2 separate regions of the Mus musculus genome follow, and region 2 is linked to region 1. A link is a contact called in public HiChIP or PLAC-seq data. All regions are on one chromosome and are shown on one strand. Each heading gives the region's core, a stretch centred on a gene start, on an enhancer-like site or on the middle of the called end of the contact. The rest is flanking DNA. Distances are from core to core; before and after follow the strand shown. Region 1 overlaps Garnl3 (GTPase activating RANGAP domain-like 3). Region 2 overlaps Ralgps1 (Ral GEF with PH domain and SH3 binding motif 1).

What was found. HiChIP or PLAC-seq counts read pairs in DNA pulled down with a chosen protein or histone mark.
Region 2: an H3K4me3 HiChIP or PLAC-seq map of embryonic basal ganglia shows a contact between it and region 1, with 2.7 times the contacts expected there. The contact joins two enhancer-like sites. A contact is called at or near these places in 7 of 39 promoter capture datasets (the C10 cell line, cranial neural crest, embryonic stem cells and 4 more), 3 of 484 Hi-C or Micro-C datasets (embryonic stem cells, nephron progenitors and peritoneal macrophages) and 6 of 115 datasets of contacts at active chromatin or transcription factors (embryonic basal ganglia, embryonic fibroblasts, embryonic stem cells and 3 more).

Annotation. Positions count from the first base shown.
Region 1 is chr2:33,051,980-33,057,885 of GRCm38.p6, reverse strand. Garnl3 (GTPase activating RANGAP domain-like 3) reads left to right here. Exons shown (of 30, transcript NM_001355200.1): 5 at 3,629-3,728; 6 at 5,672-5,790. Among named protein-coding and RNA genes, the nearest start is that of Slc2a8, 73 kb to the right of the region's middle. Within about 2 kb of position 3,630, at least 13 of the 459 cell types and tissues checked have an H3K27ac peak or open chromatin away from gene starts, as enhancers often do. A contact at or near this core is called in embryonic basal ganglia, where this site is marked.
Region 2 is chr2:33,353,582-33,359,487 of GRCm38.p6, reverse strand. All of the region lies in intron 1 of Ralgps1 (Ral GEF with PH domain and SH3 binding motif 1), which reads left to right. Among named protein-coding and RNA genes, the nearest start is that of Ralgps1, 15 kb to the left of the region's middle. Within about 2 kb of position 3,792, at least 50 of the 459 cell types and tissues checked have an H3K27ac peak or open chromatin away from gene starts, as enhancers often do. A contact at or near this core is called in embryonic basal ganglia, where this site is marked.

The sequences.
Region 1 (5,906 bases), core at 2,381-4,880:
CATTCTTAAAAGGACCCAAACAATAATATAATAGGTAAGATTTTAAAAACAAGCAAAACCCACGTGTGACTGGAGGAGTTTCAGCTGGTCAGCAGCACACACTTGGGCGGCATTCGGTTTCCTCATAACTGTTGGCAGTGGTTACAGACAAAGGCAGCTGGAAGGTTCTGCATACAACTTGGCATTTAGAGCACTGGGCAGATGTCACTATGCCCAGAGCCATGGCACGGACAGCTTCCTCATTCACCTCATAAGGCAGTGTGAGCCAAAAAGAAACACATGGAGAGAAGATGCCCGCAGATCCCCTCAGGAACAACCACGGCACACCCATCCTTCTTCAAAGTCCAGTGGTCAGTTCAGAGCCGGTATCATGACCTCATAGGGAGGTTCAGCAAGCTAAGAACCATTCACCATCAGAAGAGCTGTTGCCATGTAGCCCTCTCTCCCTTTTAATCTAATCTACAAAGACCTGGCAAAGAAAAAATTTGAAAGCCTCTTTGTAAATTCAAAATTGAAGAAAACTTCAACATGATATGAACTGATCACAACCATCTAAAAAGTCACTGAGGCATGTCACATGTCTCACGTCACAGAATCACACACATGTTCTGGATAATCTGTTTTCTACACATGGCACCATGTAACCTCCATAGAGCTTCTCCCCAATAACTTTTAACACAGTCTCAGCCTGGCATCAAGACCCACATGTTCACTGTAAGAAGATTTAATGTCTCATGAAGATAGGAAAAGAGGAGCTGGAGAGATGGCTCAGAGGTTAAGAACACTCACTGTTCTTGGTGAGGACCCAGGTTCAGTTCCTAGTACCTACATGGCAGCTCACAACTACTTATAACTCCAGCTCCGGGAGATCTGATGGCCTCTTCTAACATATACAATATACATACATACATACAAAAAAACCAAATGGATCTTTTAAAAAATAAAATGAGAAGTGACAGGCTGTTCAATAATTAGATCTGGGTTAGTTGACAAAGTATTAGTGGAAATTGATCTTTAATAATATATATCCGACTGATGACAGTGAAGTATGAGAGAACATGTATAGCATGGTATAACATGAGCAGCTTGATTAGTAAGGATATGGGGAGTCTTTCTAATATAACACTAACACATTATAGCCACATGGTGCAAATCTGAGACATTTAGAATATCCCTGAAGACAAAATTGCCATAAACCAGTTTGGAGTAGAAATTTAATTTGAAGAAATGGTTTGCACTGTGTTCAAAGGTTTCAAAAATTGTTTTTAAAATACTACACACTGTTTTGGGAGACAAAAAATGTAATAGGTATCCCACAAAACAAAAATCATAGGTGACCAATAAATATGAAGAAATTTGATTAAGGCAATTATCATTTGAGTAGGTTAATTCTTGAGGGAGTAAACACCAATAAAGGAGTGAGTTCAACCTAGAGAAGTGGGTCAGGGAGACATCGCAGTGGGTAAAGATGCTGGCTGCCAAGCCTGACAACCTGAGCCTGTCCTCAGAACTCACACAGTGTGCAGAACAAGTTGTCATGACTTCCACACATTCTCAGTGGCACGTGCTTCCACACACATATACACAGCACACAATAAAAAAGAGTAGGAAAGGAGGGATGACTCAATGGTTTAAGCGTATCTACTGCATGATCATGACAACCAGGGCTTGGATCTCAGCAGCTACTGATCAGCTAGGTGCCTGTGGATGACAGGAGGTCACTGGGGCCTCCTGTCTTGCAGCCTAGATGAGAAAATGCAAGCTTAATGTTTAGTGGGAGATCCTTCCTCAAAGGAATAGTTAGAGGGTGATCAGAGAGAACTTCTCTTCCCTAATCTTACATACATACATGTGTACACACACACACAAATATCAGAGTTTTATTTGTTTTGCTTTGTTTTGTTTTGTTTGAGACAAGGTCTCTCTGCAAAGCCCCGGCTGACCTGGAACTCACTGTTGACCAGGCTGGCCCTGAACTCACAGAGACCCTCCCTCCCAAATGCTAGGATTAAAGGCTACACCTGGTATATCAGTTTTTAAATGGAAATAATGTTTAGTCTACCTATTAGATAAAGGAACACAAATATAAACACATTAAGATTACATCTTTACTATTAAATTGTTAAGAAGAAATGCCAAGGTATAGGGACAGGAGTGTCCTCAGCCCCTGCTGCTGGGACTGAGATGCTGTACCAGCCTTCTAGAGTTGGGTTGACGAATCCTTCCAGAGAGCATGCCTCTTGGCAAATGACTCAGCTCCTAAGAATTTATTCTAAAGAAGCAATTAGACAAGTAATTATGTACATGTGGAATTAGATGCAAGCCACACATTATTTATTAAATCCAGTATCATTAATTATTTGTATTAAATCCACATAATAAACTAGTATAGAGCTTTAAGTATAATATCACAGAAGGGGTGTGTGTAAAATATTAACTGGAAAGGATATCCTTCAAACTGCATGATTTGGTATGAGTCCATGCTGTTAAGAAAAAAAAAAAAAAACAGCTAGGAGTTGGTGCACACCTTTAATCCCAGCACTCTGGAGGCAGAGGCAGGCAGATCTCTGAGTTCAAGGCCAGCCTGGTCGACAGAACTGCCAGGGCTACACAAAGAAACCCAGTCTTGGAAAAAAAGAAAAAAGAGGGGGTGGAGAAAGGAAGAAAAAATAGCTGTGTGTGTGGATGGTGAGGAGCAGTTCTGCTGTTATTTGGAGTTCTCTAAAGCAAGAGAAGTGGTGAAATGAGCATCTATTAAAAGGAGATCTATTAGCTCAGCTTACACAGTGTGATCTGAGCACTCCAATGATGGCTGTCTTCACACTGGAAAGGCTGAGAATCCAGTAGCTACCTGGTCCACAAGGATGGACACCTCAAGCAATCCCAGTCTGATGCTGAAGGCCTGGAGGTTTCCTGGAGATCCACTGGTCTTCAGCATTCTGATATCAGCAAAGAACAGCAGCAGTGGCAGCAGCAGCAGGGTAGTTGATCCAACAGCAAGGTATAAAAGGCCTTTTTCCTCAGACCTCCGTTTTTCAGGCCTCCTCCAGAATCACTCTTCCCACTTCAGACAACCTAATCAAGAAAACCTCTTACAGATGTGCCCAATGGCTTTCCTCTTAGTTGATTTCAGATCCAGTCAAGTTGGCAACCAGGATTAATCATCATTAATAATGACTGTCTTTTATAGGGCTATTCATTCTGTTTGTCCATATTTTACACGCCAACTAGGTAAGGTGCATTTCCAAGTTCTAGAAAGCAGATGAACTTGAGTAAGACACTAACCAATATCCTCTGGGTGAGATGTGCTGGCAAGAACTGGTGCCTAGGGGACACCAATTTCCAGGTATCCAGATGCCATACACCAGAGAAGAGAAAACTTTACATCTGTTAGGACTGAGTTCACTCATTTTTATTCCTGCACCCTGAAGATTTCTGGAGTGTTTCTGTGACATGACTTTACACGGGACGTCATTGCTGGTGAGAGCATGTGGTGACAGCCCTTATTCGTGTGCTTTTAGTGCTGACTTTTTCTACCCTGGCTCTTTGGCTCCTGGTTTAGTGCTAGCTTCGTGTTCACTCTCTGAGTAAACATTTTAACGACACCGCTCTGCTTTGTTCTATACAGAGTGCAGCTGCTCTGCCAGGCACTTGGCGAAGGACAGACGTGCACTTAGAAAACCCGGAGTACCACACCCGGTGGTATTTCAAGTACTTTTTAGGACAAGGTAATTATGTCCTTGTGGTGACTGGGGGAAGAGATTCTGTTCAAACCTGCATAATAATTTCAAGCACTGTGTATGAGTGGAATGCAATCATTCAGGACGACATCATCAGAGCACTTCACAGTGAGGTCAGGGGTGGGCTTCGTGGGCTAAAAGCTTCAACTCAGAGCGTTCTTGATTGTGGGTTGGTCTGTTGTGAGGAGTGCTGTGGGGGTTGGGGTTTAATGTTGTTTTAATCCCTGGTTAAGAGGGAACTAGCTCATAGGAATGAGTCCTTTGATAGATAAGAATTTTCAGGATGGAAAAAAGGCTTTAACTTAGCAAGGTCAGTACCTATCTGCATGAGTTCTAAACATTTCACTTGAGACCATGAAGGAGAACAATTGTTTCCTGAGCAACCTCTTGGCCATAAAACTGTGGGCTCTGCCATATTTACTCACCAATGACAAGTATTTGTCTTGTGGAAGTATATGTAGCTATGAGGTGCCGTGTGAAGTGAACCAAACCCCCTGCCCTCAAAAAGCCTATAGACAAGGTTTGCAACTTGGTTCTGCTCTTATTAGCCTTGGGACTTGAACTTGGCTTCTCTGTCTGTAAAGTGGAGCTGTTTTTAGTCCTTCCCTATAGGTCTAAACAAAGCTTCCAATGAGAGATGCAAGAATAACAATACTTGGTGCCTAACACATACCAAGAGCTCGGTTGCTCAGGTTTTAGACTATACATTTAGAGAGAGAGCGCATGGAAAGATGGAGAGCAGATGTGTTGCTAATGAGAGAAGGGCTGGGAATGGAGGGCAAGTAACTGATGTGAAATCTGAAATGGCAGAGATGTGCCATGGGGCATCCATTGTGGAACTTGATGCTCAAGCCAGGAAATGAGAGTGATGTCTTAAAAACCAGTTACAGGGCTCAGGCAGCAAGAGCGATTGCACTGCAACATGACAGCCTGAGTTCAAATCCCCAGCCCCATGTAAAAAATCTGGGCATGACTGAGCATGTCTGCAGTACAACACCGGAAAGACAAACAGGTAGATACTGGGAGCTCACTGGCCAGATAACCTGGCCAAAATGGAGAATATCCAATTAATAGAGAGATCCTATCACAAGGCAATAAAGCTGAGAGCAGTGAAGAAGATACCCAGTAGCCTCCCTTGACTTCCTAAGTGCACAGACAGGCATACACACCCACACATCCATGTTTGTGCAACACACACACACATACACACACACTCATGTGCTCCACATGAAAGACAAGGAAAACTGTTACAGTATTATTCTAAAAAGCTCTGGTCTGGCCAGGCCGGGTTACTTGGGTGGGTGGGGGATATAGAAGCATTTACCAAGAAAGCAATGTGCCGGTCATCTTCCCCATGGCTGGGCACCGAGTGCCCTCAGCACTGGCCTCACAGCAAAAGAGTTGCTGTGAGTTTGAATGCCACCAGCATCCAAAGAGCTGATGCAAAGCCTCAAACTGGATTAAACAAGAAGGAATCAAACAATAAAGTTTGAGGCCAACATGATCTACATAGCAAGCTACAGATCAGCCAGGGAAGGCTCTATGGTTGGTGGCAGCAAACAGTTCAGTGGTATCAGAGGACTAGAACCTTTCCCCTTTTTCTGATTCTCAACCTTAGTGTGATGGCTTTGCCCTCCTTAGGACCATACAATGGCTGCAGCAGCTTCAGACATCACCTGACACTACAACATCCAGAGGAGAGGGTCATCTTTAGAATGGGGAGCCTTTCCATAAGGCTCTTGGCAGATTTCTCGTCCGTCTCAGCCAGCATTGAATCACAAGTTCATTTCTGAGCCATTCGCTGGCCAGAGGGAAGTGGGTGCACGATAAGTGGTCAGTCCTACCCAAGTCAGCCTTGGGATAGCATGTGAGGGCTGGCCACTTCTGTTTGAAGGAACCAGCTGCATCCTTACTGACCGTCTCTTCTCTAGTCCATCAGAATTACATTGGAAATGATGCAGAGAAGAGCCCCTTCTTCTTGTCTGTCACCCTTTCTGACCAGAATAATCAGCGTGTCCCTCAGTATCGTGCAATTCTTTGGCGGAAAACAGTAAGTACCTGACTTGAGTTTGATGTCGCCTGATTAGCACACGTGCTGGGAGGGCCTTGTAGTTCACCCCATCTCAGTTCAGTTAGCGCCTTTCAGGTGATTCCTCTCACTGTAGA
Region 2 (5,906 bases), core at 2,543-5,042, 300 kb before region 1:
AAGGCAGGCTTCTTCTGACTCACATGAGAGAGATACAGTCCACCACAGCAAGGAAACTGTGGTGATGGGAATGTGAGGTTGTGGTCATGGTGTGACGCGGAGAGGTGAATGCTGGTTCATGCTTATTCAGCCCCAGACTCAGGCCATCGGACAGTGCTGCCACATTCTTCCTTAGTTAACCATCTGCAGAGGTCCTCGGAGACTTCTGAGTGATTCTAAATCCAGTCAAGCTGGTATCTGACACCAAGCAACAAATGACTGGAGCTACGGTGAGGCTGCCCCCCCCCCCCCTTTCGAGACTGGGTTTCTCTGTGTAGCCATGGCTGTCCTGGAACTCACTCTGTAGACCAGGCTGGCCTCGAACTCAGAAATCCACCTGCCTCTGCCTCCCAAGTGCTGGGATTAAAGGCGTGCACCACCACGCCTGGCTCCATTTTCTCATTTAACTGTTACTCTTTGGGTTGCTGTCTTAGGGTTTTATTGCTGTGAAGAGACACCATGACCACAGCAACTCTTACAAAAGAAAGTATTTAATTAGGTGTAGCTTACTAATTAGGGCCAAATCAGAGGTTTAGTCCATTATCATCATGGTAGGAAGCATGTTGTTGGCATGCAGGCACACATGGTGCTGGAGGAGCTGAGAGTTCTACAACTGGATCCAGGCAGCAGGAAAAGACTCTGAGCCACTAGAAATGGCTTATGCTTCTGAAACCTTAAAGCTCTCCTGCCTATGATGCACTTCTTCCAACAAAGCCATGCGTACTCTAACAAGACCACACCTCCTAATAGTGCCACTCCTTATGGGCTAAACATTCAGAAACATGAGTCTATGGGGGGGTGTGTTCCTATTCAAAGCACCATAGTTGTGTTATAAGTGTTATAAACATAAGAGAAGCTGGGGGAGGAGGCTTTGGGGGGAATTAAGGGTGATGCATGCCTTTAATCTCAATACTCAGGAAGCAGAGACAAGCAGATCTTTGTGAGTTTCAGGCTAGCCTGGTCTACAGAATGAGTTTTAGGACACCCAGGGAGTGCTACACAGAGAAAGCCTGTTTTCAAATACCAAAACCAAACCAAACCAACCAAACAAACAAAAACACTCCACAAAAACAAAGACATAAACTACAAGTTTCTTCTTAAGGTGTGGGAAGTTAGAAGGGCATCAGAGCATGCTGGGTCAGAGACCAAAGTGCTTTCTAAGCCTGAGGCTGCCTCATGGCCTAAGATGGCTGCTAGAGCTCTGGTCTTTCCATCCAACGTAAGACCTTTGAGGCCAACCTGGGCTACAGTGTGAGACTCTATCTCAAAACAAGCAAGCCAGCAAATAAAGAATGATCAGGTAGAAACGGCAGAAAAAGTAACACTATAGAGATACAGCAAGAAGATTCAGCCCCTAAGGAAGTTCTTGAGGAAGTCAGAGGTGTCCTGACAGATGAGAGAGGAGGCGAGAAGAGAAAGAATGTGCTGACCAAAGGACATGAGAAAGTGAATCACATATGCCATCATCAGAAGTGAGAAGTGGTGCCATGGTTGCTGAGCATCCTGGACAAGGAGGATGGAAATGGAGGAGATGTTTGCACGAGGAGGGCCAGTGTGTGTCTTCTGGAGTGCTTAGGCTGGCGACCAAGACAGGATGGGTTAGAAGGAGTCCTCAATTTAAACCAGAGAAAGACTCCATTTGTAGGTTATAAGCCTCCTTGTAAACCAGACAAAATAGCAAAGATGTGCCAACACCTAACATCTAGGTGAAATTTCAATTTTAAAGGAAGACGTAATGTGAGCCCTTGCCTAAGAGCCCTTGAGAGAAAGAACACCCTGTTGACAGAGTTCACGCAGAGTGGAACTGCCTGGGGCCAGTGGGCACTGCCATCCACTTGTGGGGAAGGAGCAGTGGCTGGTTTGATTGACATCTGATTGTAACAGGTACCAGTTTCAGGCAGTCCGGCACTCACCTTTTATGTGTAGCTTTTGCTACACCCACACTAACACTGTTCCTGGGGGAAATCTGATAGAAGGCAAGCTCAGCAGCTGGGAGGTGACTCAGACCCAGAGTCTCGTGCATAGGCATGACAATGGGAAAGGACCAGCCGAGTGGAACCATTCCAGGACGGTGATTGTAACAGAGAACCTGAAATAATTATTGAAAGAAGACAGAGTATGAAGTCAACAGTTAAGGCAGGAACAGAATCCGGTTCAAAACAAAACTCCTGCATGTGAATGCTCTCCAAAGAGCAGAGGTTTAGCAGCCATCTCTAGCCCTCCAGTGTGCCTGGATATGTTCCTCTGGCTTACATAGTGCTGTGCAGATATGCCACCCACCTGAGCTGCTTTCAGGGTAGTTCCTTAGGGATACTGTCTCATATACTCTGTGGAGCAGTTTACTGGGCACCTTTGTTCTAGTCTTTGGAAAACAGCGACGTTGAAACAGTTGACGCTTGAGTTACTATGTGACCTAGGCCATTCCACTCTGAGGTGTATAGCCAAGAGACAGATGCCCAGATAAAAACCTTTCCCTCGTGTTCATAGCTGCATTGTAATAGAACCTACACTCCAGAAATTCCTACCAGCTAATGAATGGCTAGAAGGATGGCAGGGTGTGGACCCCCTGAGCTGCAGGCAGCAGTCTGTTAGATTCCATTTGTATGAAGTGTTCTGAAGAGGCTGAGCCTTAGACACAGAAGGTGGGTCAGTGACTGGAGGGCTGGAGAGGGGTGGTGGGTGGTGACTTGTGTGTGTGGATTGGGGGACAGTGGTGAGAGTGCTCTGGAGTTAGCAAGAGGCGATGACCAAGCTCTTGTGGAGTATGGGAGAACCACTCAATTCCAGAATTGTAAAGGGTGAGTTTGGGACACATAAATTCTGGTTTAAAAATCTTTATTATATGTTAGTTGTGCAAAAAGCTAAAAATAGCCAGGCATTGGTGGTGCACTCCTTTAATTCCTGCACTTGGGAGGCAGAGGCAGGCGGATTCCTGAGTTCAAGGTCAGCCTGGTCTACAGAGTGAGTTCCAGGACAGCCAGGGCTACACAGAGAAACCCTGTCTTAAAAAACCAAAACAAAAAAACAAAAACAAAAAAACAACCCAAAACAAACCTCAAAACAGCATGCATACACCCCAGGGGGACCTCCACATTGCTTCCAGCTCTTGGGGTGTATATACCCCGTCTTTTTGTATAGGTCTCACAGTTGGGTTGACCTGCCTGTCCTTCCCCACAGGGCTTTTGTACCTTCTCTTAGGCTTTTTTCCCCTCTTTCTCCCCCTTGCTCTGGCCCTGTTTGCTCTGGCCCATAGGTTCTTTATTCGTTTCTCGTTACGGATGGTTGTGAGCCACCATGTGGTAGCTGGGATTTGAACTCATGCCCTCCAGAAGAGCAGTCAGTGCTCTTAACTGCTGAGCCATCTCTCCAGCCCCTCTCCTCGGGTTTTATGAAGAAATGATATTTAGGCAGAAGTGGCAACAATACTACATTTTACTCTGACTCACCTCAGGTCTGTAAGTTTGAGGGCCCTGTCACTGTCACTGATCCCTTCTCTAAAGGGACTGTGCTTACCCTGTGAATGCCTCTTTACCAGAGTAAACATGAAGGAGAAATGATGGCACCATTACAGAGTCGCACATTTCTATTCCCGCTGATGGAAATGTGAGCTGGCATAGCCACTAGGAAAAAACAGAAACAACCCTCACCCCCATGTGGCACCAAGCCAGCTCTGAGACTGGCACACATAATGGCAGGCGGGCATGTCCCAGAAGCCTTGCTCTGCAGTGCTGGCAGCAGCGCTGACACTAATTGCCCAAATGGGAAGCCAGGCCAGAGCTTGTCAGTTGTAGGATGGGCACACATCCTGTTAGGATCCTGTAGAGTGGTGACCCTGGTTAGAGTACCAGCTCAGCTGGGAAATCTGGGTGACCCACAGTGTTCATTCCCGCGCACACACCCTTTGTATAGATTAGGAGGAGACAAGGTGAATCCATACTAACAACCCACAGTAGTGTGTGCCCCTTATAGGCAAGTCATGATGGAAGGGTCACGTGGACTTGTGGGGGCTCCACACAGGTACTGATTGGAAGTGGGAATTCCTTGAGTATCATGTACACTTCTGCATACATTGTACTTCTGTGAAGAAGTTTATATAGACATTAAGAAAATTTCTTTTATTACTAAAGTACTTCAGAAATGAGTAAAATACAATTATTTTTAACATTCTCATATCTTTATCTCTATAATCTTTTATTTGTAATCATCTTATAATGTATGTAAATGTAAAGTGTAATTTAGAGTGTACATTTACAAATAAATTTATGTATGTTGAAAGTGCTCTTAAACAACAATATGAACTAACCAGTACCCCCAGAGCTCCCTCAGACTAAACAACCAACCAAAGAAACACATGGTGGGACTCATGGTTCTAGCTGCATCTGTAGCAGAGGATGGCCTAGTCAGTCTTCAATGGGAGGAGAGGCCCTTGGTTCTGAGAAGGTTCTGTGCCCCATTATAGGCGAATGCCAGGGCCAGGAAGTGGGATTGGGTGGGTTGGTAAACAGGGGGAGGGAGGAGGGGATAGGAGGTTTTTGGAGGGGAAACTAGGAAAGGGGACAACATTTGAAATGTAAATAAAGAAAATATCTCATAAAAAAAAGTGCTTTTAAAAAATATAAACTGGGGGCTGGAGAGATGGCTCAGTGGTTAGGAGCACTGACTGCTTTTCTGAAGGACCTGAGTTCAAATCCCAGCAACCACATGGAGGCTCACAACCATCTGCAATGAGATCTGACACCCTCTTCTGGTGTGTCTGAAGACAGCTACAGTGACTTAAATATAATAATAAGTCATAAATCTTTGAAAAAATATAAACTGGTCATAGCAGATGATGAAGAAGTTAGGTGCACCAAGGCTAGAGTCATAACAGAAGGGTCGTTCTGCCTGTTTGGAGGCCTGCTGTGTGGAGTAGCCAGTGTGTAAGTAGGGTTAAGGAGGGGTCTGTGGTGTTCATCAGGGTGGGCGTCCTTAGTATGCTAGTGTGCATGACCATGGGACAGCAGAGTAGTGGGAAGCTAGGGAGAAGTTGGCAGTTGGACTTCTGATTTCCACGGAGCAGTCAGTGAACCGAGGACACAGACTTCATAGAGGCCAAGGGGCTAAGGGAATGCCAAGGCTAGAGAAAGTGGTTTAGATGAGGGGCTGTGAGCCCTGTCAGCTGACTTGAGGTAAAGGGCCTCATGTTTCTAGCCTTAGTCAGGAGGAGATTCTGAGGACCTGTCAGTGCCACCTCAGTGGTCGGGTGGCGTTTGCTGGGAGGGAGGAGTAGGGAGGGCCATGGTAGCTGGTAGAGAAGTAGGCTGGTGCCCAGAGTCTGTGTTGCCTGCTCTTGTAGATGGGAGAGAGGGGGGTGCTGTCAGGGGAGCAAAGCGTGGGTGTGGAGAGGCTGGCCCAGGGTTGCTAGCCTGAGAGCTTGGGATGGACCCCAGGCCCTAGGTCATCATGCCTTTCAGCCATAGGTCCTACTCTGAGGTGGGAAGTTGGGAGGTAGGGCTGCTTGAAAAAGAGCTGAGGGGGACAAGTGAGCTACTCTCCTGCAGTGAGCCTTATGGGAGCCTCGGTTTTGCTTTCTTCCTAGCTTTGCCTCCTAGCCCTAATTTGATGGACCCTTGGTGACATTCTGCCTTCGCTTTATTTGGACTGAAGTACTATGAGCCAAATATTTTCTCTTTGTAAATCTGTCACCTCTGGTGTTGTCTTATGGTGACAGAGTGTGATTGGCACAGGCTCCTCTGTCCCAGATCAAGCTGTGGTTGGGTTTCCTCTGGTTCTCCTTTTGAGAGTTTCCTTCCCCATTTGTCTGTTCCCTCCTGGTCCACACTTGTGGCCACTCTGACAGCTGTTGCTCTTTTGTTCCTGTTGCTATC